Linked DNA regions of Sorghum bicolor: region 1 is linked to region 2. Evidence: chromatin contacts called from public HiCAR-type data. All regions are on one chromosome and are shown on one strand. The core of a region is the stretch at or near the end of the contact, and the rest is flanking DNA. Distances in the headings are between cores, read along the strand shown. Region 1 holds the start of LOC8062700 (beta-glucosidase 20). Region 2 holds the start of LOC110430546 (serine/arginine-rich-splicing factor SR34-like).

Region 1 (6,998 bases), core at 1,925-4,424, 140 kb after region 2:
CTGTCTCCTCGATCTCGGGCCCAAATCATGGCTCGCCCGACCCCTTGGCCTCGGGCGCGAGTTCCGTCTCGCCCGATCCCCCCTGGGGCTCGAGCGCAGACACCGCCTCGCCCGACCCTCTTGGCCTCGGGCGTAAGTTCTGTCTCGCCCGACCCCTCTAGGGCTCGGGCGCCAACGCCCCTTCGCCCAACCAGAGCAAGGCTTCCAACGCACGGCGCCCGTACCCATGACGTGACAGGCGCAATGACCCCCATATCGCAGCAGGGCATGGTGGCAACAATTCCAACCACCCTGGACACTGCAGCCTTACCTCTTTCACTGTCCATCCTTACCTCTTTTACTGTGATGTACCGCCTCACAGTAAAAGAAGAATGGGAGAGGTTAATCACCATCACTATTTATTGTCTTCTCTCACTGTTAACATGACAGGCTGCAGTATCGCTGACCCGACCCCCACGACTTCAACAGGGCTCAATAACCTTCCACAGGAGCAGCCATGCTGTTAACCATGCCTCGAGGACGGGATGGACAAGTCTCTATAGGGTCGGGACTGTGGATCCACCTCTCAGCAGGGAAATTCCCCAATCACTCATGTAAAACTCTGCCTCCCCTTGAGGCTATAAAAGGGGAGCCAGGGCTCCTAGCCAAGACAGGTTCACCAACAATTAACAACTAGCGCTCTGTCCACCACACAAAGTCGAGACCTGGGACTTAGCCCTCTCTCGCAACCTGCTTGTACACCCCTACTACAAGCACCTTTGGGTGCAAGGAAATACAGACCCCCGATCTCACTAGACGTAGGGCATCCCTAGCCAGAACCAGTATAAATCCTCTATGTTTCACTTGCATCACCATCCAGGTTTAGGTAGTCATGCATACTTATACTCGTTTGTGTCTAGACCACGAGTCTTGACGCCGACAATTAGGATCTAGTAAAGTGCTAACTTAACTCCTTTGGGTAAAAATGTTTGTGAAAAGCTAACACACATGCACCTTGGTGGTGGACACTTGTTGGTGTTAGCACATTTACAAAGGAGGTGGAGTTCCTAGGGTTGAGAGGGGTTTGGGGATTCGGAGTTTTTGAGAAAAATAAGTGTATATTTTCCATTGCGCCGGTGGGAAATTTGGAGAAGTCGCGAGAGTGTTTTTCAGTGAGAAACACTCACCGGACGCACTGCGCGGAGGCACCGGACGCTGGCCTTTAGCGTCCGGTGTACTGTCGGGTGTAGCAGAGTGCACTGGATGCACCGGAGTGAGTCCGGTGCTCAGCGTCCGATGTGTGGGCGTTTTGGCGACCCTCTCTGAGTTTAAGTCCGGTGAGCACCGGACGCTCAGGGTGCGTCCGGTGGCTCACGTCTGGTGACCTCGAGGTTTTGCATACCTCCCTGAGTTTTAGTCCAGTGTGCACCGGATCCGTCCGGTGTGGACCTGCAGAGCGTCCGGTGCTTTGCAGGTAGCCGTTAGAGACTGACGCGCAAGTTTCAAGAAGGACACGTGGCCAACCCCAGTGCACCGGACGCAGGGGGTCGAGCGTCCGGTGCTCACTTGGTAGCGTCCGGTGCCCCCGTTTTCAGCCCAGTGAAAAGAGCCAGCGACTCTATTTGTTGAGGGGGCTTATAAATAGGAGGTGGCCGGCTTTAGGAGGTTTTCTCTTGCACATTTGATTACTTGAGGCATACAATGAGCTAGAGAACACTCTCTCCACTCATCTCCTTGCTTGATTGCTAATCCTAGTGAGATTGAGTGAGATTCAAGTGCATTGCTTTGAGAGTTGCATTTAGTGGCACTTGATTCTTGAGTTTGCTGCCGATTTCTTGTTACTCTTGGGTGTTTCCCGACGCCCTAGACGGCTTGGAGCAGCGGTGGTGTTGAGCTCGTGATTGGAGATTATTTCGAGCCTCACCAAGTGATTTATGAGGGGTTCTTGAGCCTTCCCCACGGGAGATCGCAATTGGCTACTCTAGTGGATTGCTCGTGGCTTGGAGGATCCCCATCTTGTGAGTGGATGTGTGGCACCCGCTGAGGGTTTGGCTTTGGATTGCCAATTAGCTCGTGATCCATTAAGTGGGTGTATCGCCACAATGAGGAGTAGCATGCAGGGAAGCAAGTGAACCTCGGTAAAAAATCTTGTGTCATCTCTTGCCGAGGTCTCTCTTGTGATTGTGCACGTGATTGATTGGATATACTTCTACTCTACAACGTTGGTATAACAATCACTCCCCTCTCCTTTACTTATGTGCATACCTTGCTAGTTGTGTAGCTTAGCTATCTTGTTTAGGAGTGTAGCAAGCTTCTAGTTGTGTTTTCTTGTTGTAACCAGTGTTTTGCTTTCTTGCTACACTTGTGTAGGTGGCTTCCATAGCTTAGTTGTGCTAGTGCTAGAATAGCTTCACCTTTTGTTTTACTAATCAACTTGTCTAGTTGAAGTTTGTAGAATTTTTTAAATAGGCTATTCACCCCTCTCTAGCCATTTGGACCTTTCAGATATCACAAAAGGCATGAAATAAGAGCTGATATAATTTAGGCTTAATACATAATGAAGATTTAAAGACATACAATGAAAATGATGACAACACATATATTAATATTACTAACCGGAAGCCCTTATTTGATTAATGACATAGTGATAATTTATCTACCTTAATATGCGTTCAAAAGAAAAGATAGATCCTATAATGTATGGAACCTCTATACATGTTTGGTGATTGGGTAATGACAGTGATAATAGTTTTTTTATATATATTCACATCTTTAATATATGTGTTCTCCAAGGGCACATAGAGATTGTTAAAAAAAAAGACAGAATACAGAGAGGACATGATGTGCCACGTCAACCTTTGGGTGCGTTGGTCATCGAAACTTTTTTTTTTTTGCGAGACGCCATCGAAACTTTTGTAACAGGTTATGTGATGGAATACCTTTTTATCTTATATAACTGGTTATTTACTGATTTCAATCTATCAGCAAATGTTGATACGGGGTAATAATGAGCTAAGTCTGCATCCTGCATAACATTTTTTTCTATGGCTTTGTTTGGTTGATGCACGACAATTAATTTATTCCTTCATCTAAAAAAAAAGTTTGGAAACTTATCTATTTTTTAGAAAAAACCTTTGCTAATGTCTGGGGTCATGGTGTGAAATATTCCTGGCCACGTTCAGTACACCTGTCGCAGGTTTGGCGGTTTGCAATCCGTGCAGCAGGCCAGCAGCATCGAATGATCCAACGCCACACATAAGAAGCCCTCCGTACGCGCATGCTTTCAGGAGAACAAAGCAATGGGGGGACGCTTGCTGCTTTTCTTGCCATGGCTGCTGCAGCTGCTGCTTCCATCACACGATGTAACGGCGTTCCGTTTCACAGTGGATGACTTCCCTGACGGATTTGCGTTTGGAGCTGGGACTGCAGCTTTTCAGGTACACTAAAGAACATGCTCCCAATTTACAATTTTCGGTATTATTAGTACCTCTTAGTTTGGATCAAACAGGGTAAAGAGGTTTCAGTTGGCCTCATTTTTTTTCCGTATATGTTTGGGGGCAGTATGAGGGTGCAGTGGATGAGGATGGGAAGAGCCCAAGCATTTGGAACACTTATGCTCACTCAGGTAGTCAATTGCTTTTTCAGACCTCATCACGGTGGGGATTTTATGCATTAGTGCGATTCTGGTTTGTTCTAATGGTGTATTGGTAATAACTGTTAATGCTGCAATCAAGAGCTCAGATTTCACATGCTCTTGATGATCTTTGGTCTTGCTAGATTTCATATTCAACAGTTACAAGAAGTGTAAACATTACTACTTCTGAACTCATGGTTAATTCTCAATTTTGTATTCCATTTGTGTGCTGACTATATATACTGTGCTAATGCAATAGCAAGAAACCCGAATGAGCACAGTGGTGATTTTGCTGCTGATGGTTATCACAAGTATAAGGTGTGGCCACTCTTTCAGAGAAAATATTTTTTCGAGAATGTGTCTGTTGACTCGTATTTTATTAAGAAGAAATCTTTCAGAGAAATTATTAGTCGCTACTTAAGTCGATTGTAAGTTGGAATACCTCTTGCATCTTTTCTTGATATTTTCATTCAGGAGGATGTAAAGCTAATGAAAGACATAGGCCTGAAGGCTTACAGGTTCACCATATCTTGGTCAAGACTAATTCCTAGTCAGTGTGCAACTAAACTCATGATTTCAATTTTTCATTTTGCGTAGTAGCTAGAAGTTCTGGATTTTCCATTTTTACTACTTTTAACCTTGGGGTCATGTAGATGGGAGAGGAGCAGTGAACCCAAAAGGGCTGCAGTTCTACAACGATATGATAAATGAGCTAGTGAAAGAAGGTGAGTTACACTACGCTGCATTTGTTTAGAACTTGTGTTTGTCACTGTCTCACTGAATCATTGTTTTCCAAATCCTTGTTCAGGTATTCAGGTACATGCTGCCCTTTACCATCTAGACCTCCCCCAAATTCTTGAGGATGAGTACAATGGATGGCTGAGCCCCAGAATTGTGTAAGTTGCTTCTCTTACTTTATGCAAACCAGATAAAGAAAAAATAACGTTGAAAAATGACCATGATGGAACCAAACATATGCAGAGACGACTTCACAGCATATGCGGACGTTTGTTTTCGCGAGTTTGGCGATAGGGTGGCACACTGGACAACTATGATGGAACCAAACATCATTGCTCAAGGTTCCTATGATATTGGAATTGTGGCCCCTGGACGTTGTTCATATCCATTTGGGCATGATTGCACAGCTGGCAACTCCACCGTGGAGCCTTACCTGTTTCTACACTACAATCTGCTAGCTCACTCCTCGGTTGTCAGGCTATACCGGGAGAAGTACCAAGTCGGTTTTGCCATGAATTTTCATTCCCTTCGGAGCCTTGTGTTTCTGCTCAACTTTCTTGACATCACACATGAGCCTTGTTCTTCGCCTTCAGGCTGTGCGGAAGGGCGTTGTGGGCATAAACCTCTACTCCTTGTGCATCTACTCATTGACAGATTTAGCTGAAGATATCCAGGCAACGGAAAGAGCCAACGACTTCTTGTTTGGCAGGTATGTTAACCTCTCTTTTTCATGAACTGTGTGATAGCACCCAGCCACCCACAACTAATAGTGCTTCAACTGCAGCATCCTGAACCCTTTCTTATTTGGAGACTACCCGGAGAGCATGAAGAAGGCTGCCGGTGCCCGCCTTCCGTCCTTCTCCAGCTATGAATCCGAGCTTGTTACCGGCGCATTTGACTTCATTGGACTGAATCACTACAGCTCCATATATGCGAGCAACAATCCTGATGCGTCAAAGATGCCTGTGCGAGATCAAGCTGCTGACGTTGGAGCTTTGTTCAGAGGTTAAAGCTGCTGTAAACTTCTGTATGTATGTATGTATGTATGTATGTATGTATGTATGTATGTATGTATGTGCATGCATACCTGAACCTGAATGTACGTGCTTCTAAAGGCTCCTCATCATTTGCAGACACCAGGGACGGGCCAGCTGCTATACAGGTACACTGATGGTTGATACCATTGACCTAAACTGTTGTAGAATAGTTAGAAATTTGACATGACTTTAGGTGATTGCTGACATTGATGCTCTAATAAGAGCAGTATCCAGCAGGCACAATGGTTGATCCTCAAGGGCTAGAGCATGTACTCAAATACATTCGTGAAAAGTACGGGAACATCTCAATTTATATCCAGGAAAACGGTAATCCCTAACATTTGGAGATGCTTGTTAAGAAGCATTCACATTCAGATAAACTAGAAAGAAACTAACATTGCAAATGAACCTCACATTACATCTATCTTTCAGGAAGGCCTGATGACAGCCTGATGGATGTAGACAGGATTGACTTCCTGAAGGTGTACATTGCAAGCACATTGAAAGCCATAAGGTAATTAATAGTGTATTGTTCTCTCTCTTTTTCGCACTGACAGGATGGTCCAACTTCTGCACAAGTCTAAGGGAGTCAGGCTTGCATCAGATACATGCATTATTTTTCTTGTCACATGCAGAGCGTTCTTTGGATGTTTTGGCACATGAACGAACTTCAGAAATACATGGTTCATTCCAGGGACGGAGCAGACGTCAAAGGATACTCTGTGTGGTCATTACTGGATCTCTACGAGATGTTCGGGGGTTACAAGGCGCATTTCGGCCTCATCAGCGTCGATTTCAATGACCTGAGGCGTCAGAGGCAGCCTAGGCTGTCTGCGTACTGGTACTCAGACTTCTTGAAGAATAATGTTGCCATTCAGGTGGACAATGGTGAAGCAACTGCAACTTCTCATGAACAAATTTAAGTGCTCCATCCAAAGATTGGCATTTTATACTCTGAGAGCTACACTCTGAACAGAAATAATGGAAAAGGGTAAAATTTACGAAATATTTCAACGTATTTGGTGTACTCTATATATGAAGCTTAAGGTCGTGTGGGTTGTAAAGTATTTACTATAATAGAAACTAAAGAAAGAAGTCAAAGAACCGTCCTTGAGTACACTCTGCAATCAGAAAATGTATTAGTTAGAGAATCATCCATCGTCATAAAAAGAGGGAGATTGAATGTATCTCAGGCCCCAGTATCAGAATCTCCTTATTAGAGGAAAAAGTCTGTCTTACCTACTTGGACTACCGTCATAGTCTTCCTCCTCGAACTTGACTGTCCCCATTTCTGCCTTTACCCTACCGTTTACTGTTTTCTCGGTATTTATCCAGAAACCGACCGAAAACAGAAAGACTCCTCAAACATCAAAACCAGATGTCACTAGGGTCTTGTTTAGTAAAAAAAAATTGCAAAATGGTTGTAGTACTTTCGTTTATATTTGATAAATATTGTTCAAGAACTAATTAGACACAAAAGATTTGTCTCGTAAATTACAGGTAAACTGTACAATTATTTTTTTTATCTATATTTAATGTTTCATACATATACCGTAAGATTCGATATGACGGGGAATCTGAAAAATTTTATAAAAATTTTTGGCAACTAT
Region 2 (7,236 bases), core at 3,837-6,336:
TACCCTCCTGCTCTTGCCTCTATTTATTTACATCTAATTTGCACCTACTCAAAACCCTACCTCATAGCACGAAAATGAGCTAAATGTTTCTGCATAAGGCTGGTTAGGCCGCACAAACGGGCTGGTCAGACCGTACAATTCGTAATGGATGGGTGACCAATGCAGTACCAACTACCAATTTTTTACGAACCAATTAGAAGCCCTAGATCACGAACAGGAGACGCTAGAGAGGGGTGACTGGCAAGCAGCATCGAATCGTACCGAAAGATCCGGAAGGCGCGCGTGTGGCCTGGACTATCATATGGGTGATGAAGTGCGCCGCCTCGCGGGCGTCGGCGAGGGCACGCGCTGCCTCGTCGGAGCCCGGGGCTAGACCACGGTGGTCCTCGAAGCGGCGCCGGATCTCCACCGCAGACTCCTTCAGCATCAGCTGGTCGCCCGCGAACGTCCGCCGCGCCGCCCGCAGCACCGCCCGGTAGGCAGCCAGACCTTCCGCCGCCGCCGCCGCCATTTCCAGCGAGCAGAGAGGTCGACTGGGCGACTGGCCCTCTGACGTCGTGATGGTCCAAGAGTTGGCTGATAGCCGGATACCCTGGTTGCCTGATAAAGAAGGAAGGAAGGCCTTTCCTGGCAACTTTAAACATTTTTGAAGGAAAACTGAATCTTTACCGTCAAAAGAAAAAAAAAACACTTAAGGCCTTGTTTGGTGGATTCATATGTGGCAACGTGTCATATGCAACCCAGCTTCGTGTGCAACCTATGCAACCATCAATTAAGGCCACATGATCTAGATCCAACGTCTGAGAGTTTTTTTCACTTAAACCCCTCATATCAAAAATCCACATGTGTTGAGGTGGGTTGGAGTGGAACTAACTAAATTCCACCTCAATCCACTCCAACACATGTGGATTAAGGTGAATCTGACAACATCCGAACAAGGCCTAAGACTCGTTTGGATCCTTGAAATTAAATTGATTCTAATAATTACAATTTAGACATAGATTAATTAAGCTAGTATAGTTGTATATGAAATACATTTATATATTTATTGTTAGACATACAAGGACATACTTACACTTGCATTGAATGTGCTATAAGTTAGAGAATAGAATTGTAGAACAATGATCTATAAAATCCATTTCCATTTCTCACCCCTATGAATTTGAGATAGACTTATTTGTGAGGTTGGGAAAGTTAATATTAAATTTTAAGCCAAATAGTCTAATTCATTATGTAGATTTCAATTCCTTCGAAGGAATCCAAACAACCCTTTAGATATTTACCATTAAAAGAATTGGTTTTAGATATTTACCATTAAAAGAATCGGTTTTAGATATTACCATTAAAAGAATCGGTTTTAGATATGGAGGACGCTTAAACATTCATGCTTCGATGTAACTGAAACATTTTTTAGGTCTTCCTTAAAAACTACATGCCTCCTTTCTCATGGAGAACTGGAGATTGGAGCATTTGGATCAACTAGAATGATCATATTTTTTCTGGGCAATACCTCCACTGATTTTTTTAGATATTGTTTTATCCCTTATCTAAAAAATCAATGGAAGCATGAAAGAAAATCTTTAGAAAGCATTTGGCCTGGTTATACATGGACCAAAGAAATATTCCTCTCATTCCAAATTATAAATCGCTTTGATTTTTTTTTGGTACATTCCATTTTGCTACACATTTAAATATAATAACATGTCCAGATCAAACAATTCTGGTTTAAAATAAGTATAAATATGTATATTTCATAATAAATCAAATGATACTTATCCGATATCATATTAGTATGTTTTTAAAAATGTCAGAGAAGATTGTTCGAGTTAGCACTGTAGCTACAAGTACATTCTTGATGGGATGGAGTCATCAGTATATATAAACAGTAGGGAACGAGCCCAGTGTTTCCTAAAAAAACGATTAACGGAGCACAACCAGAAGCATCAAAGTGCCACAAGTATCCCACAGTTACATTTGCCTTTGAAAGAATTTTACAGTAAAGTGCGGGCATCCGTAGCTACATCGGAGGTGTGAGGTGTGCTGCATCTGCAACAACGTGAACCATGGCCACGTACACCGCCACTTCAATCGGTTGGTCACCAGCCATCTCTTCATGTAAACAAGGCTTTTATGCTCTGGCGCTATGTTCGCTTGAGCTTATGTACTTTCAGCCATGGCTTATCAACCAAGCGAATAGTATCAATTGCATAAACACATATAATTTTGTGAATTATAAACATATATGATTTTACTGTTATAACACAGCACTACTGTCCAGTTATTGGTTGTCAAATCACAACCAGACGGACTAGAGAAACCGTGCTCTTCCTTTTGCTCGAAACAATTTCCTATGTTGCACCTGCATCATCCAACAAAGACGCAAGAAAACAAAACATGTGTGAGACACATTCAGAAGGAGACCAAAACTAAGTTCAGTGTGAAATGATCAATATAAATGACCACATATGAGTTGATCACACAAACAAATTGTCTAACGATATAAACAAACTGTTAGATCAAATGAAGTGCTCAGGTTTTAAATGTTTCACTGACTTCCATTAACTAACAACATCACCTAGAAGCTAGAAGCTTAATATGTTGAAGAAAGGCAGGCAGCCTAGCTCAACATTATGCTACTAGAATAAGGCATTCAAATCAAACTGAGTTGCACTCAACTGCTCCCCCCCCCCCCCCCCCCCTCCTCCTCCTCCTCCTAAGAGTCAAAATGTCATACTTAAAACAACAGGTAGTTGTCTTCTGTACATGTCCTGGCTATACTTTGAGGCTAAGAGGAAACTTGAAAAAAAATTGCTCGGATTTACAAATCAGAACATAGAGCAAAAAAATCCCCTCACTGGCAACCCAGAAAAAAGAGTGGCAGGGCATCAGTCTATGGCTCTTGCGGTTGGTTTGGGCCCTCCTAGCTGGGGGTAGTTGCAGTGGTTGCTAGCCCAGAAAGTTGTGATTGGCCAAGGTTATGGTGCTTCCCTATAGGGTGAAGGCGGGTTTGAGAGGTTTTCTCAGCCTGTTTTGTTTAGGCTCTTCTTGGGGAGGCTGTCCATAGGGTTGAGTATTTTTTTTAATTGTGTTCAGGAAAAACTGAATAGTACCTGCAAATATGAGTGATATTCTTCCATGGACGAAAATGGGAGATCAAACTAATCACATATGCACATTTCATGCCTCAGACAGGCTCCTAAGCTCGTCGCAGTGAGGTGTAGGGTAGTCCTTGGCCCATTGGCGCCGTTGGAGTTCCACATGGCAATATCTTCCAAGTAAACTCTTATAGTCCTTCAAAACATGCTGTTCAAGATTCTCTCTAGACTGACTCCCCAGTGGAAACCGCTGATCAAAATCTTGTTTGCTGACAAAGTACTCCACCCCTTGGTTTTGAGTGACCCTTGAAATGGGAAAGTAATATGTCTTTTGAAGGGAGTACTCAGACCGACGCGCTGGAATAAATGCAAGCGAAACAATGAACAGTACCACCACAAGGTGAATTAACACTGTTACATTTATGCCGGAACTACCCTGCATTGAATGTTCCCTTCTCTGTTGCTGTTGCCTGCCTGTTCCCCTAGCCCTGTAGGTATTCTGAGCATGGAACAGATTATCATGGGTGCCATAAAAGAAGGACCTGAATATTTCATCAGGATCAAAATCTTCTTCGTAGTTATAGAAGCCACTTCTTGCTGGCCTCCTCCGCCTAGCAGCTCCCCGCCTCATGACATTGGGATATTGCTCATTGAATTCATGGTCCTCAATGGTGCCTGTCTGATCATAAGTCCTTCGTGACTGATCATTGCTTAGGCACTTGAAAGCCTTGCTTACCAACTTGAAAGCATCCTCTGACCCAGGAGCCTTGTTCTTGTCAGGATGAACCTTCAGTGATAACCTCCTGTAGGCCTTCCTAATTTCCTCCACAGAGCATCTTCTCTCTACACCAAGAACTGCATAGTAATCCTTCTTTTTCCTGATATCCTGAACCACTCTAATATTCTCCTCAGTGTAAGCCTGATCAACATTTAAAGGACCAACAGATTCTTTTGGTGTTTTGGGGTCTACACGAGCTTGGCCTCTTCCAGTCTTGTCTTTGCAAGTAGCACTGTTCAGGATGCCAACCTTCTCAACTGGGCTCAACAAATCATCAAGTGGAAGACTCGGGTCCAATCTTTGAGCAATTTTAACTAATTTTTCTGCACGCTGCCTATCCCCAGATGCAAATGCAGATTTTGCAAGCTTGACAGACCTCAAGGCCTCATCTTTGTTCCCATCCATGAGTCCAATCAGCTGTGGGTAAAATAGGCCAAAACCTCAAACTGATGACCTACGAAACAAAAATACTGGATTAACAAAACAAAACAAAACAAAACAAACTACCATCTAATAAAACTGGCTAACGAACACCAATCGCCATGAGATAAAATGATATCTACAAAAACATTACAGGAATTTCGCAGGAATTAGTTCAATTTCATAGGAAAAACGCAGGGAACAGGACAATTTCCGGCGTTCCAAAGGGGGCCTAAATATTAGATGGATCCTCTATAGCCGCATGAGTTATGCACATCCTAATAAAACAGAATGATCACCTTATCAATTCAGAACTACACCAACATCATAGGATAAACCAGCCGAGAAAGACCGCATGCCCTCATCGGCCTTCCGCATCATCTAAACAGGACATCAACATGCAAGAAACAGGGCGATACCATCCCTAAACAATCCTCTCCTAAACCTCGATGTGTCGCGACACCTCGAAGTCACCGAGAAGAACCGGCCGCGCGTCGACCGAATCTGAGAGGAAACTTGCATATTTGAAAGCTGGGGATGATTTGAGACCGATGGATCAGGGAGCTCACCGGATAAGAGCGAGGGGAGGAAGATCACACCCCCGCCACCGGAGAGGGGAAGGAAGCCTTCGGAGGAGAGGAGACGGCACGGCGAAAGGCGCTGCACTTTTCTGCTAAGACCCTCAGATTTTCTATATTTTAATTAAATAAAATCGGGAGAGCGGCTGGTGCTGCTGCTACTTCTGGACTGGGCCCGCAAAGGCCCATCCCCAGCCCGGTAGGGATCCACGAACCGCCACTAGATTCCACGGCGGGGCGCGAATCCCAAAGCGAGCAATCCACAATTCCCAGCACCAGCACCCTCGCGCCGGCATCCGCCGAAGCTCCTCGACGCGAGCCCTCCTCGCTCCTCGCCGCCGTCGAGTCGTCGCAGGTGAGGCAACGCGAACCCCTCTCCGCCCCGGCCGGGAGCCGCAGTCCCCCGGTCGAAATCTAGTGTGCAATTCTGTTCCCGTAGCAGGTGCTGCTTCTGCAATTATTTTTTCTCGTCCCGGGCGTTTCGGCGCCCAGAATTCGATTTGTTCCTGGCCAGGATTACTCGGTTTTAGTAGTTGTGGACTTGTTCCCGTGATGCCGCACCAGTTCGGCAGTTTATCCGTAACAGTTTGCTTGGAATTGTTCCCTACTGCTGGCTGATTCAGTATCCTTGTTGCAGCAACGATGACCCGGCGGAACGGCTGTACGATCTACGTGGGCAATCTCCCCGGCGACATCCGCGAGAGGGAAGTAGATGATCTCTTCTACAAGGTGAGTCCCTATATACTGCAGGGCTTATCGTCGAAAGCTAGATCGGTGGGGATGTTGTTGTGGTGTCAGTCAAGCCTGCGAGTATGATATGGGGAGATTAGAGGAGTGTTGGTATGATATGGGGAGATTAGATGAGTGTTGGGAATAGTTGCCTTTAGAAGTGGCTCAATATTGCTGAAGTGGAAGAGATGCCTATGATGTAGTGTAGGGTTTGCTCATATTGATATTTGAAGCGCAATAGAATCTTGCTCTGAGTTTTATAATTGTGCGTTGGACCATGTACTTGTTTTTTTATTTTGTTTTCGCTGTGTAATCACCACCTATTTTGGCAATGATTTAAAGTTCTGTTCGTTGTGGACTTCACCACTGCTAACTGTGTTTTGCCTTCTAACACCATCTAGTCCAATGGATGGAGCTCTGGGAGGGAAGGCAATGTGGATTGTGAATGGTCAATTTTTGTTTGTATCTCTACTTTGGTTGATTCACTTTCATCTAGATGTTAATTTTATGTTTTACCTTCTGCTTCTACAGTATGGACGTATCGTGGAAATTGACTTGAAGATTCCACCAAGGCCTCCTGGTTTTGCTTTTGTTGAGGTAAGTAGGCTGGTGTCCGTTCGATATGAGGATATTTTGTACTCATTAGATTTACAATCATAATTTGTGCTTGGTTCAATATTTTTTTTTTATCACAAACCTTGTGTTGTCAGTGGTGATATTTTAGGAGGTTTTATACCTTCTTTTAAGATAACTAAAAAGAATATTGCCTGAAACGCTTATTGTTCCAACATGTCTAATGTACACAACAATGATAACCGTGGAATAGATCAGTAATGGTAAGTACTCTATTAAATGTTAAGCAAGGATTACTAAATTATTCTCTAAAACCTATAACACAGACAGGCTAAGATGATGGAAGACTAACAACACAGTGATGCATTTTGCAGTTTGAGGATCCACATGATGCTGAAGATGCAATATATGGCCGTGATGGATACAACTTTGATGGCCATAGGTTGCGGGTAGGTGGATCTTGAGAGAGCTCCTGGTTACAGAGATGATAGCTATCTGAATTCTTCTAATGTTATTTATACTTTATATCCAGGTGGAATTAGCTCATGGTGGACGAGGCCCATCTTCTTTTGATCGATCTAGCAGCTATAGCAGTGCTGGGCAACGCGGTGCCTCTAAACGTTCTGATTACCGTGGTTTGTATTTTTTTATTCCCAAATTTCAAAGCTTCAGCAACTTGAAATCTCTCTCTGATCTTACTGTATTGGTTCATTGATTATGCAGTTATGGTTACTGGATTACCTTCTTCAGCATCATGGCAAGATCTCAAGGTTTGCTAAAGATCTGAGGTCATTAGCTATTGTTTTTGCCTTGTAATCCTTAATTTTACTTTCATTCAGGATCATATGCGGCGAGCTGGTGATGTCTGTTTCACTGATGTGTATCGTGAGGCTGGAGGTTAGTTTTGACACGTTCTGATGTTATCAATTTATTACACATTAGGCTCACCTTTTGGATAGCATGACTGTCATTCAAACTGTACCATGTCATATTTTAGAAGGAATGCCTATTAATGCTCGTACATAATTTTATGTTTATGACTGCAGCAACTATTGGAATAGCT

The links. HiCAR-type assays count read pairs that join an accessible place to other places.
Region 1: a contact with region 2 is called in a HiCAR-type map of leaf, with 5 times the contacts expected there. The contact joins the promoter of LOC8062700 here to the promoter of LOC110430546 in region 2. A contact is called at or near these places in 1 of 4 Hi-C or Micro-C datasets (leaf) and 1 of 1 datasets of contacts at active chromatin or transcription factors (leaf).

The regions. Positions count from the first base shown.
Region 1 is chr9:45,478,513-45,485,510 of Sorghum_bicolor_NCBIv3, forward strand. It overlaps LOC8062700 (beta-glucosidase 20), which reads left to right and starts at 3,175. Exons shown (of 13, transcript XM_002439617.2): 1 at 3,175-3,416; 2 at 3,541-3,604; 3 at 3,873-3,931; 4 at 4,088-4,163; 5 at 4,267-4,338; 6 at 4,422-4,509; 7 at 4,595-4,850; 8 at 4,945-5,060; 9 at 5,136-5,356; 10 at 5,485-5,513; 11 at 5,616-5,715; 12 at 5,821-5,902; 13 at 6,083-6,577. The coding sequence starts at 3,279. The coding sequence ends at 6,311.
Region 2 is chr9:45,331,829-45,339,064 of Sorghum_bicolor_NCBIv3, forward strand. LOC110430546 (serine/arginine-rich-splicing factor SR34-like) reads left to right here and starts at 5,087. Exons shown (of 15, transcript XR_002447893.1): 1 at 5,087-5,226; 2 at 5,509-5,600; 3 at 6,132-6,197; 4 at 6,548-6,622; 5 at 6,706-6,808; 6 at 6,897-6,943; 7 at 7,013-7,070; 8 at 7,220-7,236. It overlaps LOC8077903 (chaperone protein dnaJ 49), which reads right to left and starts at 5,007. Exons shown (of 3, transcript XM_002440930.2): 1 at 4,863-5,007; 2 at 3,111-4,327; 3 at 1,758-2,359. The coding sequence starts at 4,278. The coding sequence ends at 3,178. LOC8077902 (mitochondrial zinc maintenance protein 1, mitochondrial) reads right to left here and starts at 609. Exons shown (of 2, transcript XM_002440929.2): 1 at 262-609. The coding sequence starts at 511.